Regions from separate parts of the Salvelinus alpinus genome. Here region 2 is linked to region 1. The links are chromatin contacts, called in public Hi-C maps. All regions are on one chromosome and are shown on one strand. The core of a region is the stretch at or near the end of the contact, and the rest is flanking DNA. Distances in the headings are between cores, read along the strand shown. Region 1 holds the start of LOC139546094 (zinc finger protein 271-like). Region 2 holds the start of LOC139546370 (zinc finger protein 485-like).

Region 1 (7,062 bases), core at 4,401-6,900:
GTACACACTGCAGTACATTAGGTGGTATCCTGTTCAGACTGTACACACTGCAGCACATTAGGAGGTGGTATCCTGTTCAGACTGTACACACTGCAGTACATTAGGTGGTATCCTGTTCAGACTGTACACACTGCAGCACATTAGGAGGTGGTATCCTGTTCAGACTGTACACACTGCAGTACATTAGGTGGTATCCTGTTCAGACTGTACACACTGCAGCACATTAGGTGGTATCCTGTTCAGACTGTACACACTGCAGCACATTAGGAGGTGGTATCCTGTTCAGACTGTACACACTGCAGTACATTAGGTGGTATCCTGTTCAGACTGTACACACTGCAGTACATTAGGTGGTATCCTGTTCAGACTGTACACACTGCAGCACATTAGGAGGTGGTATCCTGTTCAGACTGTACACACTGCAGCACATTAGGTGGTATCCTGTTCAGACTGTACACACTGCAGCACATTAGGTGGTATCCTGTTCAGACGGTACACACTGCAGTACATTAGGAGGTATCCTGTTCCGACTGTACACACTGCAGTACATTAGGTGGTATCCTGTTCAGACTGTACACACTGCAGTACATTAGGAGGTGGTATCCTGTTCAGACTGTACACACTGCAGCACATTAGGAGGTGGTATCCTGTTCAGAAGTAATTCATAAAATAAATGATGCTTGGGTCAAGGCCAGGAACACAGGCTTAGGCCCGGACAGGCAACCTGGTTTACAATGAGACATGTATTGTTAATGTAAACCAATCAGGCTTTAGGCCTGGGCATAGCACTATTACAGCAACCACTATAGTTGTTAATGATCTCGTCTCGATCTCATCTAAATACGGATGATACTATTACGTTACGGAATTACCCCGACTGCTGACCTGGCTGTGACAAGGCTACAGTCGGATTTTACAGTTGTGCAAGAAAGCCCTTACTGATTTAAAACTCAAATGGTGCTGCCCATGACCATGCTGTCACAGAAGATGCAATTGTAAGGATAGGTGTGAATTTCAATACCTACAGAGTTCGCTTATGTATCCTCACTTCACCTTTATTTCACGTCATTCTCCTCTCCCTCAACTTCTTTCTTTTCTCCCTCCTCCTCCTCCTCCTCCTCCTCCTCTTCCTTGACAATCACATTGAAAGCACTGGCAGGCTCCCCTCCAATATGTATTTTCTCATGACTTTTAAGACTTCTTAGCTGAGTGAAACCCCCCCCACAATGAGAGCAGTGGTAAAGCTTCTCGCCTGTATGTACTCTCTGATGTTTCTTAAGGTTTCCTGGCTGACTGAAACTCTTACCGCAAAGAGAGCAGTGGTAAGGCTTTTCCCCTGTATGTATTCTCTGATGTTTCTTAAGGTTTCCTGGCTGACTGAAACTCTTATCGCAAAGAGAGCAGTGGTAAGGCTTCTCCCCTGTATGTATTCTCTGGTGTTCCTTAAGGCTTCCTGAATAATTAAAGCTCTTCTCACATTGGGTGCAGTGGTAAGGCTTCTTTCCACTATGTACTTTGCCATGTCTCTTAAGGTTTACCTTCTCACTGAAACCCCTCCCACATTGTGAGCAGTGATAAGGCTTCTCTCCAGTGTGTACTCTTTGATGATTCTTTAGATTACTTGAGGAACGGAAACTCTTCCCACATTGATGGCATGGGTAACGACCACGACCAGATAGTCTTGATGTATCTGGTTCAACTACACTACTATTGTCCTCCTCTTCCTCAACTTCTCGCTTTTCCTCCTCTTTGATTTCCCTCTCACTCCCCTCCTCTTTGACAATCACATTTAAAGCACAGACAGGGTTCCCTCCATTGTGTATTCTCTGATGGCTTTTAAGACGTAGTAGCTGAGTGAATCCCTCCCCACACTCAGAGCAGTGGTAAGGCTTTTCTCCAGTGTGTACTTTTTGATGATTCTGTAGATTACTTGAGGAACGGAAACTCTTTCCACATTGATGGCAGGGGTAAAGACTACAACCAGGTAATGTTGATGTATCTGGGTCAACTATACCACTATTGTCCTCCTCAACTTCTCGCTTTTCCTCCTCTTTGATTTCCCTCTCAACCTCCTCCTCTTTGACAATCACCTTTAAAGCACAGACAGGCTTCCCTCCAATGTGTATCCTCTGATGACTTTTAAGACGCCTGAGCTGAGTGAATCCCTCCCCACACTGAGAACAGTGGTACGGCTTCTCTCCACTGTGTGATCTCTGATGACTCTTTAGGTCTCCTGCAAAACGAAAATTCTTTCCACACTGTGAGCAGTGGTAAGGTTTCTCCCCTGTATGAATTCTCTGATGTTTCTTAAGGCTTCCTGGCTGACTGAAATACTTCCTACAAAGAGTGCAGTGGTAAGGTTTCTCCCCTGTATGTACTCTTTGATGTTCCTTAAGGCTTCCAGAATGATTGAAGCTCTTCCCACATTGGGTGCAGTGGTAAGGCTTCTCTCCACTATGTACTCTCTCGTGTCTCTTAAGGTTTACTTTCTCACTGAAACTCTTCCCACATGCAGAGCAGTGAAAAGGTTTTTCTCCAGTGTGTACTCTTTGATGATTCTTTAGAATAGTTGAGGAACTGAAACTCTTCTCACATTGAGGACACGAGTAACTCCCATGCCCAGGTAGTCTTGATGCTGTGGAACTGGGCTTGTTGACGGTGTCTGGGTTGGGGATCTCTCCTGTAAGAATATGAACATATATATGGTCAGAAACTGGCAAAGAAACAAAGGCTTTAAGCTTACCAACGCAGGATTCAACATTAATTTGGATTAACAGAGTATTGAGATAAATACTTTGCAAGGGGCTTGTTGCATAGCATCACACATAGATAATGTCATTGTGAAATTACAATGCATTGCCAAATGGTCAGTGGACACTCGCCTTCCCTCTTACACATACAGAAGCCTGAGGGGTATAATACAAAGCAGAATCAATGAGTTAGCCAGCTAACTTGCCTAAATATTCAGAAATATATATATTTTTTAAAAGATTAACTTGAAATTGGCATCATTTAATTGACTTAACAACCCAAAACATATCTAAGTTTACATTTCTTAATGAATCAGAAAATCAATGGCTATTTTGGGTTGTTCAACTCTCTGAACCAAAGAGGATTTTAGCCTGAATTTACCTGAGTCAACAGAGTCCCTGTCCTCCTCTCGCTCTTCCTCCTCCCCCTCATTGATTTCTCTCTCCTCCTCCTCCTCTTTGACAATCACATTGAGTTCCACTGTTTGACTGCAGTGCCCCAGCTTCACTGACAGCAACTCTGGACCCAGCTGTGAGCTTCTCTGGGCTGGAACACCACAACCAGAACCTGGTTCAGACATGGTAGGCTGGATAGATCTAAAAGAGGAGACCCAACCAGTTCAAGGTGATTTTCACAAACCTATGTCGTGGTATAGCTCTGGAAAAGACAACAAAAATGTATCTAAGCTAGCTGACCACACATCCCGTCCAGCAGGAAACCTTTTTCCATAAAATAAATATAGGATTGACGACAACAGCCAGTCAGATTAGGCCATAAGTGAAGAAAAACACTGGCTGTTGAGTACAAACATTCAGTTCAAATTCATTACTAATATATGATACACTCAGTGATTGAAATTACCACCCCATCCTCAGGAGCCTATTCAAACATTCGCCTATAGGCTATAAGAAACACAAGCATGTTCTTGTGATAGAATTAGGGGCAATTGCAAGGTAACAGAGTGATGTAGACACAGAGTTGTCACTTTAAAATGTATGAAAAACCAATGAATAAAGTTAAACAAACCATACAACTCCATGGAGCACAAGGACTAATTTGAACATATGTATTCTTATTCCATTCCTTTACTTAGATTTTAGATGTGTGTGTATTGGGTAGTTGTTATGGATTAATTGTTAGATTACTTGTTAGATATTACTGCACTGTCGGAACTGCAAGCACAAGCATTTCGCTACACTTGCATTAACATTTGCTAACCATGTGCATGTGACCAATAACATTTGATTTGATCCATCTCGCTCCATTGAATACAGGCGGTTGGCGTCAACAACCCTCATCAAATATTCAAAAAAGGATTACAATAATGAGATGTATCGACCAATTCAAAGAAAGGATAGGGGGGAGCTAGACAGCCAACCGTGCGTGGACAACTACTCCCATTATTAGGGCGGAGAGACATGCATCTTGTCAGTATATCCATATATCCATGACGGGACTCTTATTCTGAAGGATTCCAAAACATCCTTGACCCGGAAGTACTTCCTTATTCTTGCCTGTTTCACAACTGTATTTTATTATTTTTATGGAATTTTGCTTCTTATGTCGCTACAAGTTATGTCGATATTCCTTCTTAATTTGCTTGAAAAAGTGTTACGTCTTGATCACACCGACAGTATCATTGTATTTTGGTACAACCAGAAGTACATTCATTCATTTCCAATGGGATACTGCTTGCTTTACAGAATTGCTTTGCATAGGCAGTGCATTCGTTGAATTGATCGAACGTATACATAAAAGTGTATGCCTGGACGGCTTGGCAGAAATGGTAGCTGAAGGCTGAACTGTTGCTGCACACCATTTTGCGCAAAATCACTGTAGGTGTGTTCGAAGCATTGGGATTCGACGTTTGCATAAACTGGTAGCTGGTGTTGTGCCGGAAATCTCCCCCCTGCCAGAATCCCCCCCTTCGCGTGAACGCGGACGCACTCAATTCTTCATTGCTGCGATTTGCTTCCTTGTTGAGATTTCTGATCACGTTTACTCTATGTTTAATATAACACACATACATTAATTATTAATTTCGGTTGCATATCCTGACGCGAAGTTTATTCTATATAAAGTATTTTGGTAGCTCATGTTGACCAGTAGTGTGTGCCACAGGAAGTATTTGACTCTAGACACAAAATTAAGGAAATTAGAAGGGGGGGGGTTCGGCAAGGCTATTTTCTTTTCGGCAGGCAAGAAAATGTAGAATTGCGTGCGTGCGCGTTCACGCATTAGGGGGGGCTGAATTCTGGCAGGGGGGTGATTTTCGGCACAACACCTGTAAACGTTAGTTTAGCAACGGTTAGTACTGCTAATTTGACTAGCTGGTTACCTAAATAGCTAAACCAAACATCTGTTTTATTTATTTAACTAGGCAAATCAGTTAACAACAAACTGATTCTTATTTGCAATGACGGCCTACCAAAAGGCCTGTGGCTAAACAAGGAGCAGCCGGTTAGCTAATTCCTCGCAACAGTCATTTTACGCACGATGACACGACAGCTGGCTAACTATGAAATAAAAGTTACACTTCAACCGTGACCCTGAAATAAAGTTAGCCTGTTAGCTAGCTAGCTACACAAACGGGTTGGACGGGAGATGTGTTGCTAGCTAGCTAACGGCTAACTAGCTGGGATAACAACAAAGACAGGCCGCGGCAATAACTTCCGTTTCATCATTGAATGCGTTGGTTTACAGACCGTGCTACAAGCATCATTAAAACAAATAATAATAATTAGCAATAGGTTACCTGGAACTGATTTCCTGTAGCTAATTGTTTGGCTGAAAATAACTTTAGGAAATGGTGAGGTCTCGTAGAGGAAGCGGGAAAAACGTATCCACTTTCCGAGTGAGTTTGGATTATGAGATACCGCAGGAAATGTTCGTGAGCGTCGTATCAGCGTAGTCATTGTGCATGTTTTACTGGCCTGTGATGGAAAGAAGTCAGGCTAAACAAACGAAAATAGATTTCTCAACCAAAACAAGACAGCTATCATTACATTTCTATCAGCAGTGTGATGTTATATTATTACAACAGTATACAGCATCTGTTATCCTTTATCATCATGTTACTATCAAATCCATTGTATGGGTCACACATGGTTAGCAGATGTTAATGCGAGTGTAGCGAAAGGCTTGCGCTTCTAGTTCCGACAGTGCAGTAATATCTAACAAGTAATCTAACACTTCCACAACAACTACCCAATACACACAAATCTAAAGGGATGGAATAAGAATATGTACATATAAATATATGGATGAGCGATGACCGAGAGGCATAGGCAAGATGCAATAGATTGTATAAAATACAGTATATACATATATGAGATGAGCAATGTAAGATATGTAAACATTAAAGTGGCATTATTTAAAGTGACTATACTGACATTAATAATGTTTGATTTTGTGGAAGCTTTTCAGAAATTCTGAGAAACATTTTGCAATGTTTTTTTTCTCACGTTAATTTCATATAAAGCAATAAAAAGTCATATGTGATCAGTTTTAGGAAGATTTTAAGCAGAATACATCATACAAAAACAATTAGAAACATTGAAAGTGCTCAAATTTTCCTGAACAAACAGCTCTTTTTCTGAACAAAAAAAGGGGTGGAAGCTCAGAGTTCCAACATAACAAAATGCCCCCATAATCTGTAGGTACTAAAACATATTAAACAAGGACAAAAGAAACACCTGGGGTCCAATCTGCATTTATATTATATCTCAAGTTCATCTTCCATGAAAACAATTAGATACAAAGTGCTTTTTTGAAAACAAACACAGCTCTTTTTCCTGAACATAACCAGAGGTGGGGGGTGACCAAGGGCCAGGCTCATCTAGGCCTATATCTCAATGTAATCATATTATTATTTGACCCTGCTGGTCATCTATGAAAATTTGAACATCTTGGCCATGTTCTGTTATAATCTCCACCCGGCACAGCCAGAAGAGGACTGGCCACCCCTCATAGCCTGGTTCCTCTCTACATTTCTTCCTAGGTTCTGGCCTTTCTAGGGAGTTTTTCCTAGCCACCGTGCTTGCTGTCTGGGGTTTTAGGCTGGGATTCTGTACAGCACTTTGTGGTATCAGCTGATGTAAGAAGGGCTCTTTAAATACATTTGATTGATTGATTGATCCTCCTCCATATCAATTGCTCCACTGCGGAGTCGTTGGTTGTGGTACATGAAGACCAAGGCTCGTAGGTTGTTGTTAGAGGTTGATCGCCTACGGCTTGACAACACAAGTTTGTAGACACTGTTGCTTCGCTCAGCATCAGCCGAGTTTGAGACTGCATGTTTGTAGCGTTTGG
Region 2 (6,072 bases), core at 2,208-4,707, 160 kb after region 1:
GCATGCTCTGCATATGCGTCCTAGTAATCCATCTGGCCCTGTGGCCTTGTGAATGTTAACTTATTTAAAGGTCTTACTCACATCAGCTATGGAGAGCGTGATCACACAGTTGTCCGGAAAAGCTGATGCTTTCATGCATGGTTCAGTGTTGCTTGCCTCGAAGTGAGCATAGAAGGCATTTAGCTCTTCTGGTACGCTTGTGTCACTGGGCAGCTCGTGGTTGGGTTTCACTTTGTAATCTGTGATAGTTTGCAAGCACTGCCACATCCAACGAGTGACAGACCCGGTGTAGTAGGATTCAAACTTGATCCTGTATTAACGCTTTGCCTGTTTTATGGTTTGTCGGAGGGCATAGCGGGGTTTCTTATAATCGTACAGATTAGTGTCCCGCTCCTTGAAAGCGGCAGCTCTAGCCTTTAGCTCAGTGCAGATGTTGCCTGTAATCCATGGCTTCTGGTTGGGATATGTACGTACAGTCACTGTGGGTACAACATCGTCGATGCACTTATTAATGAAGCCGGTAACTGATGTGGTAAACTCCTCAATGCCATCAGATGATTCCCGGAACATATTCCAGTCTGTGCTAGCAAAACAGCCGTGTAGCTTATCATCTGCTTCATCGGACCACTTCTGTATTCAGCGAGTCACTGGTACTTCCTGTTTGAGTTTTTGCTTGTAAGCAGGAATCAGGAGGATGATTTGCCAAACGGAGAGCGAGTCAGAGCTTTTGTATGTGTCTCTGTGTGTGTAGTAAAGGTGATTTAGAGTTTTGCACAGGTGACATGCTGATAGAAATGAGTTCAAACTGATCACCGGCCACTAGGTGGGCCGTCTCTGGATGAGCATTTTCTTGTTTGCTTATGGCACTATACAGCTAGGTGAGTCACCATTAAGTTCGCCGACAACACACAGCGTGGTGCCAGGACAACACACAGCGTGGTGCCAGGACAACACACAGCGTGGTGCCAGGACAACACCCAGCGTGGTGCCAGGACAACACACAGCGTGGTGCCAGGACAACACACAGCGTGGTGCCAGGACAACAACCTCTCCCTCAACGTCAGCAAGTTAAAGGCGCTGACAGTATACTACAGGAAACGAAGGGCCGAGCACGCCCCCCATTCACATTGACGGGTCTGTAGGGGAGCGGGTCGAGAGCTTCAAGTTCCTCTGTGTTCACATCACTAAGGAACTATCATGGTCCAAACACACCAACACAGTCGTGAAGAGGGCACAAACAAGCCCTTTCCCCCTCAGGAGACTGAAAAGATTTGGCATGGGCCCCTCAGATCCTCAAAAAGTTATACAGCTGCACCACTGAGGGCATCCCATTAGTGGTCAGTGCACGTCACCTGACCCCCTATGGTGAATAGAAGGAAGGAGAAAAGCCTATCGATATTATTGTTCTGTGAGGAGACTCTACCTGAACATGTGAAGCTTGGATATGTGAGGTATGCGGTGAGAGCGTTTATGTCCAAACCATTACAGTCGGGGGAATTGTAAAGGATATCGACATGTGTCAAATGTTTGCAGATGGGAGAAGTGTGATATTGAAGAATCGGTGAATGGAAAATGTTGCAACTGTGGTGGGGATCATAGTTCCTTGAGTGTCCTGTTAGGGAGGTCGAGGTGTCAAGGATCATGGCTGATCTCCTATGTGGAGGCGGTGAAGAGAGTCGAAAGAGGCAACAGTGTTGAAGATATGGCGGGGGAGGCATTGCAACCAGTTGCTAGTGTTTTAAGTCAAATCAAGTTGTCTGGATACACTCATTGTGAAGAAGGTGTATTGTGTGGCATTTATAGCCACAGTGATTAAATTGTACAGCACAAGTCTCTAAGATGTCCAAGAAGCTGGACATCATATCTGCAGCAGATATGTTTTTGGGTCTCCAAGACTTCACGGCAGAAGCACCGCAAGGACTATTGTCGCTAGGAAATGTCCCGTCCTCACAGGAGTCTTCTGAGTCTGTTTAGGGCATTTTTTTTCTTCTTTATTATTATTATTTTTTTAATTTACAGGAAACTAGGTTGATTTTGTTTAGCAAATGTATTTTTTGATAAAAAATATATATAATAAATACCCGGATCCTTATTATCCACCCCCACAGGTGGTGGCGGAACGCACATCCAATTGTTGAGAATGCCATTATACCATAGAAGAAGAAGATCCATGACCTGGAAATACTTAGTTATTCTTGCCTGCGTCACAGCTGTATCACGGAAAGAACAATGAGACAGATATTTCCCTGGAGGTATAAATATGAAGCATCTGCTTGGTGGTTCAACTCACTAGGTAGTGAGAGGAAGCCCACTGGCGGGCAGTGGGAGAAGATGGATTTTGACCTACATTCTGTAAATTGTCTCGATCGTTAAACATTTTCTCTCAATACAGTTCTGTTCCCAAAACTAGAATCTGTTATGAACAGAGTTGACTAAGTGTTGTAGACTTATTTTTTTATGTAGGAGTGCAAAGTCCAATTGAGTTACTGCACACGGCGCATTTCACAGAGTTTGAAACGACAGGCTGTGGTTTATCTTGGTTATTTTGATGGAAACCCGAATTTGGATTCTTATGTAGACATTCCTTCTTAATTTGCTTTGAAAACGTTATGGAAAAATGGTTACACCTTGATCACGCCACCACCATCATTGCATTTTGGTGCACCAGAAGTACAATAATGAATTTCCAACGGAACAATGCGTTTGCCTTGCGTTGAGGTGCACTCTGTGTGGTGCATACGTTGAATTTATCGAACGTATGCATAAGTGCATACGTGGACGGCTTGCCAGAAATAGTAGCTGAAGGTTGAACTTTTGTTGCACAAATATCCAGATGATGCTGCGTACCATTTTGCGCAAATACACTATAGGTTTGTTCAAAGGATTAACTGTTTGCATAAACCGGTAGCCGGGTAGTTTAGCAACGGTTAGTCCTACTATGCTAGCTAGCTACCTAGAAAGGTTAGTTATACAACTATTTGGTTTGGCTATCTGTGGCTAAACAATGAGCAGCCGGTTAGCTAGCTAGCCAATTCATCGCTACAGTCATTTTACTCACGATGAGTCGACAGCTGGCTAACTATTAAATAAAAGTCACACTTCAATCGTGACCCTGAAATAAAGTTAGCTAGCTACACGAACGAGAGATCGTGTAGCTAGCTAACTGGCTAACGGCTAGCTAGCTAGCTGGGATAAGAACAAAGCCAGGCCTCCGCAACCACTTGCCGTTTCATCATGGAATATGTTGGTTTACAGACCGTGCTACAAGCGTAATTTAAAAAGTTAGAAATTAACAATAGGTTACCTGGAACTGATTTTCTGTAGCTAATGATTGGCTGAAAAGAACTTGAGGAAATGGTGAGGTCTCGTAGAGCAAACCGAAAAAATGTATCTACTTTCCCGAGTGAGTTTGGTCTGGATTATGAGATGCTGCAGGAAATGTTCGTGAGTGTCGTATCAGCGTAGTCATTGTGCATGTTTTACTGGCCTTTGACGGAAAGAAGTCAGGCAAAACAAACGAAAATAGATATTTCAACCAAAACAAGACAGCTATCATTACATGATATTTCTATCTGCATTGTGATGTTATATTATTACAACAGTGTATAGCATCTGTTATCCTTTATTATCATAATGTTAGTATACTGACTTGTCATCGATAAAGACAATCTACCAACATAATACACTTTCAACGAAGAAGAGGCGTTACAGACAGTAGTCATGAAGTGCCATTTAGTGCTTTGAAAGGCTGGTCATGGCTCACAACAGCATGCTTCCGGATACCGTAGACCAGGTATTAAAAATGTGATTCACATTAATAAACAGTCCATTAATATTTTCCAACAGGGCTATACATTTGGGTTAGTTTTTTCCCCCCCTCGCCTGAGTAGCCTCGTTTCACTGCCAAAAATAAAATCAAACCATCTAGTGTTCAGTGAAATAACAAAATGTCAAATACAGGTAGCCTAGTCAAATAATTAACATCCAATCACATTAACCGCTGCTCTCTCACGGTAACTCCACTAACGGTCCGTGTGTAGCCAAACGTAGCTGCTGCTGATGTTGGTATCTGTACTAATGGTGCAAAAGCCATGACAGGGAGACATAGTGGAGTGGTAACGCGTGTGCAAGCAGTTGCTCCCAACGCCACTTGGGTACACTGCAGCATCCACCGGGAGGTTCTTGCTGCCAAGGGAATACCTGACTGCTTGAAAGACGTTTTGGACACTACAGTGAAAATGGTTAACTTAGTTAAAGCAAGGCTCCTGGACTCGTGTATTTTCTGCACTATGCAATGATATGGGCAGCGACCATGTAACGCTTTTACAACATACAGAAGTGAGCTGGTTATCAAGGGGCAAAGTGTTGACACGTTTAGAGAGACGAGCTTAAAGTTTTTACTGACCATAATCACTTGTCTGACCGCTTGCATGATTACGAGTTTCTCACATGACTGGCCTATCTGGGAGATGTTTTTTCCTCGCCTGAATGATCTGAATCTAGGATTACAGGGACTCTCCGCAACTATATTCAATGTGCGGGACAAAATTGAAGCTATGATTAAGAAGTTGGAGCTCTTCTCTGTCTGCATTAACAAGGACAACACACAGGTCTTTCCATCATTGTATGATTTTTTGTGAGCAAATGAACTCAAGCTTACGGACAATGTCAAATGTGATATAGCGAAGCACCTGAGTGAGATGGGTGTGCAATTACGCAGGTGTAACCGATGTGAAATGGCTAGCTAGTTAGCGGTGGTGCGCGCTAATAGCGTTTCAATAGGTGACGTCACCCGCTCTGAGACCTGAAGTAGTTGTTCGCTTTTGTGGCGCGATGGGTAACGATGCTTCGTGGGTGACTGTTGTCTGTGTGCAGAGGGTCCCTGGTTCGAGCCCGGGTAGGGGCGAGGGGACGGATGAAAGCTTTACTGTTACACAGGTACTTTCCCAAAACGGATGACGCAAACAACTGGATTCGTTATCCCATTCATTGCCTGCCTCCAGTCCACTTACCGATATCTGAACAAGAGAGCCTCATCGAAATTGCAACAAACTGTTCTGTGAAAATTGAATTTAAATCCGAAGGCACTGCCAGATTTCTGGATTGGGCTCCGCTCAGAGTATCCTGCCTTTGGCAAATCGCGCTGTTAAGACACTGATGCCCTTTGCAACCACGTACCTATGTGAGAGTGGATTCTCGGCCCTCACTAGCATGAGAACTAAATACAGGCACAAACTGTGTGTGGAAAATGATTTAAGACTGAGCCTCTCTCCAATACAACCCAACATTGCAGAGTTATGTGCATCCCCTCAAGCACACCTTTCTCATTAACCTGTGGTGAGTTATACAAATAAGGCTTTATATGTAAGATGGTTAAATAAAGAGCAAAATGATTGATTATTTGTGCCCTGGGCCTATAAGAGCTCTTTGTCACTTCCCACAAGCCTGGTTGTGAAAAACACTCATTCTTATGTTAATAAATGTATCGTATAGTGTGTGTGTCAGGCATACAATGATGGCAAAGATCTACACTTGAGTGAGCTGACCCTGGTGCTTGAGGGGTTGCGCAGCTGGAGGTTGAATGTTTAAAGAGGTACGGGACTATGAAAAGTTTGGAGACCACAACCCTAGACCGACTCCAATTTGTATACTGCCCCAACAGATCCACAGATAACGCAATCTCAATCGCACTCCACACTGCCTTTTCCCACCTGGAGAAAAGGAACACCTATGTGAGAATGCTGTTCATTGACTACAGCTCAGCGTTCAACACCATAGTGCCCACGAAGCTCATCACTAAGCTAAGGACCCTGGGACTAAACACCTCCCTCTGCAACTGTATCCTGGACTTCCTGATGGGCCGCCCCCAGGTGATAAGGGCAGGCAACACGTCTGCCATGCTGATCCTCAACACTGGGGCCCCTCATGGGGTGTGTAATTAGTTCCCTCCCGTACTCCCTGTTCATCCACGACTGCGTGGCCAAACACGACTCCAACACCATCATTAAGTTCGCTGACAACAACAGTGGTATGCCTGATCACCGACGATGAGACAGCCTATAGGGAGGTGGT

What was found. A called contact is a pair of places that touch in the nucleus more often than the background predicts.
Region 2: a contact with region 1 is called in a Hi-C map of muscle, with 10 times the contacts expected there. The contact joins the promoter of LOC139546370 here to the promoter of LOC139546094 in region 1. A contact is called at or near these places in 3 of 3 Hi-C or Micro-C datasets (liver, muscle and red muscle).

What each region holds. Positions count from the first base shown.
Region 1 is chr2:100,776,030-100,783,091 of SLU_Salpinus.1, forward strand. It overlaps LOC139546094 (zinc finger protein 271-like), which reads right to left and starts at 5,651. Exons shown (of 3, transcript XM_071354286.1): 1 at 5,507-5,651; 2 at 3,133-3,347; 3 at 1-2,680. The coding sequence starts at 3,331. The coding sequence ends at 1,056.
Region 2 is chr2:100,942,627-100,948,698 of SLU_Salpinus.1, forward strand. LOC139546370 (zinc finger protein 485-like) reads right to left here and starts at 3,458. Exons shown (of 3, transcript XM_071354699.1): 1 at 3,305-3,458.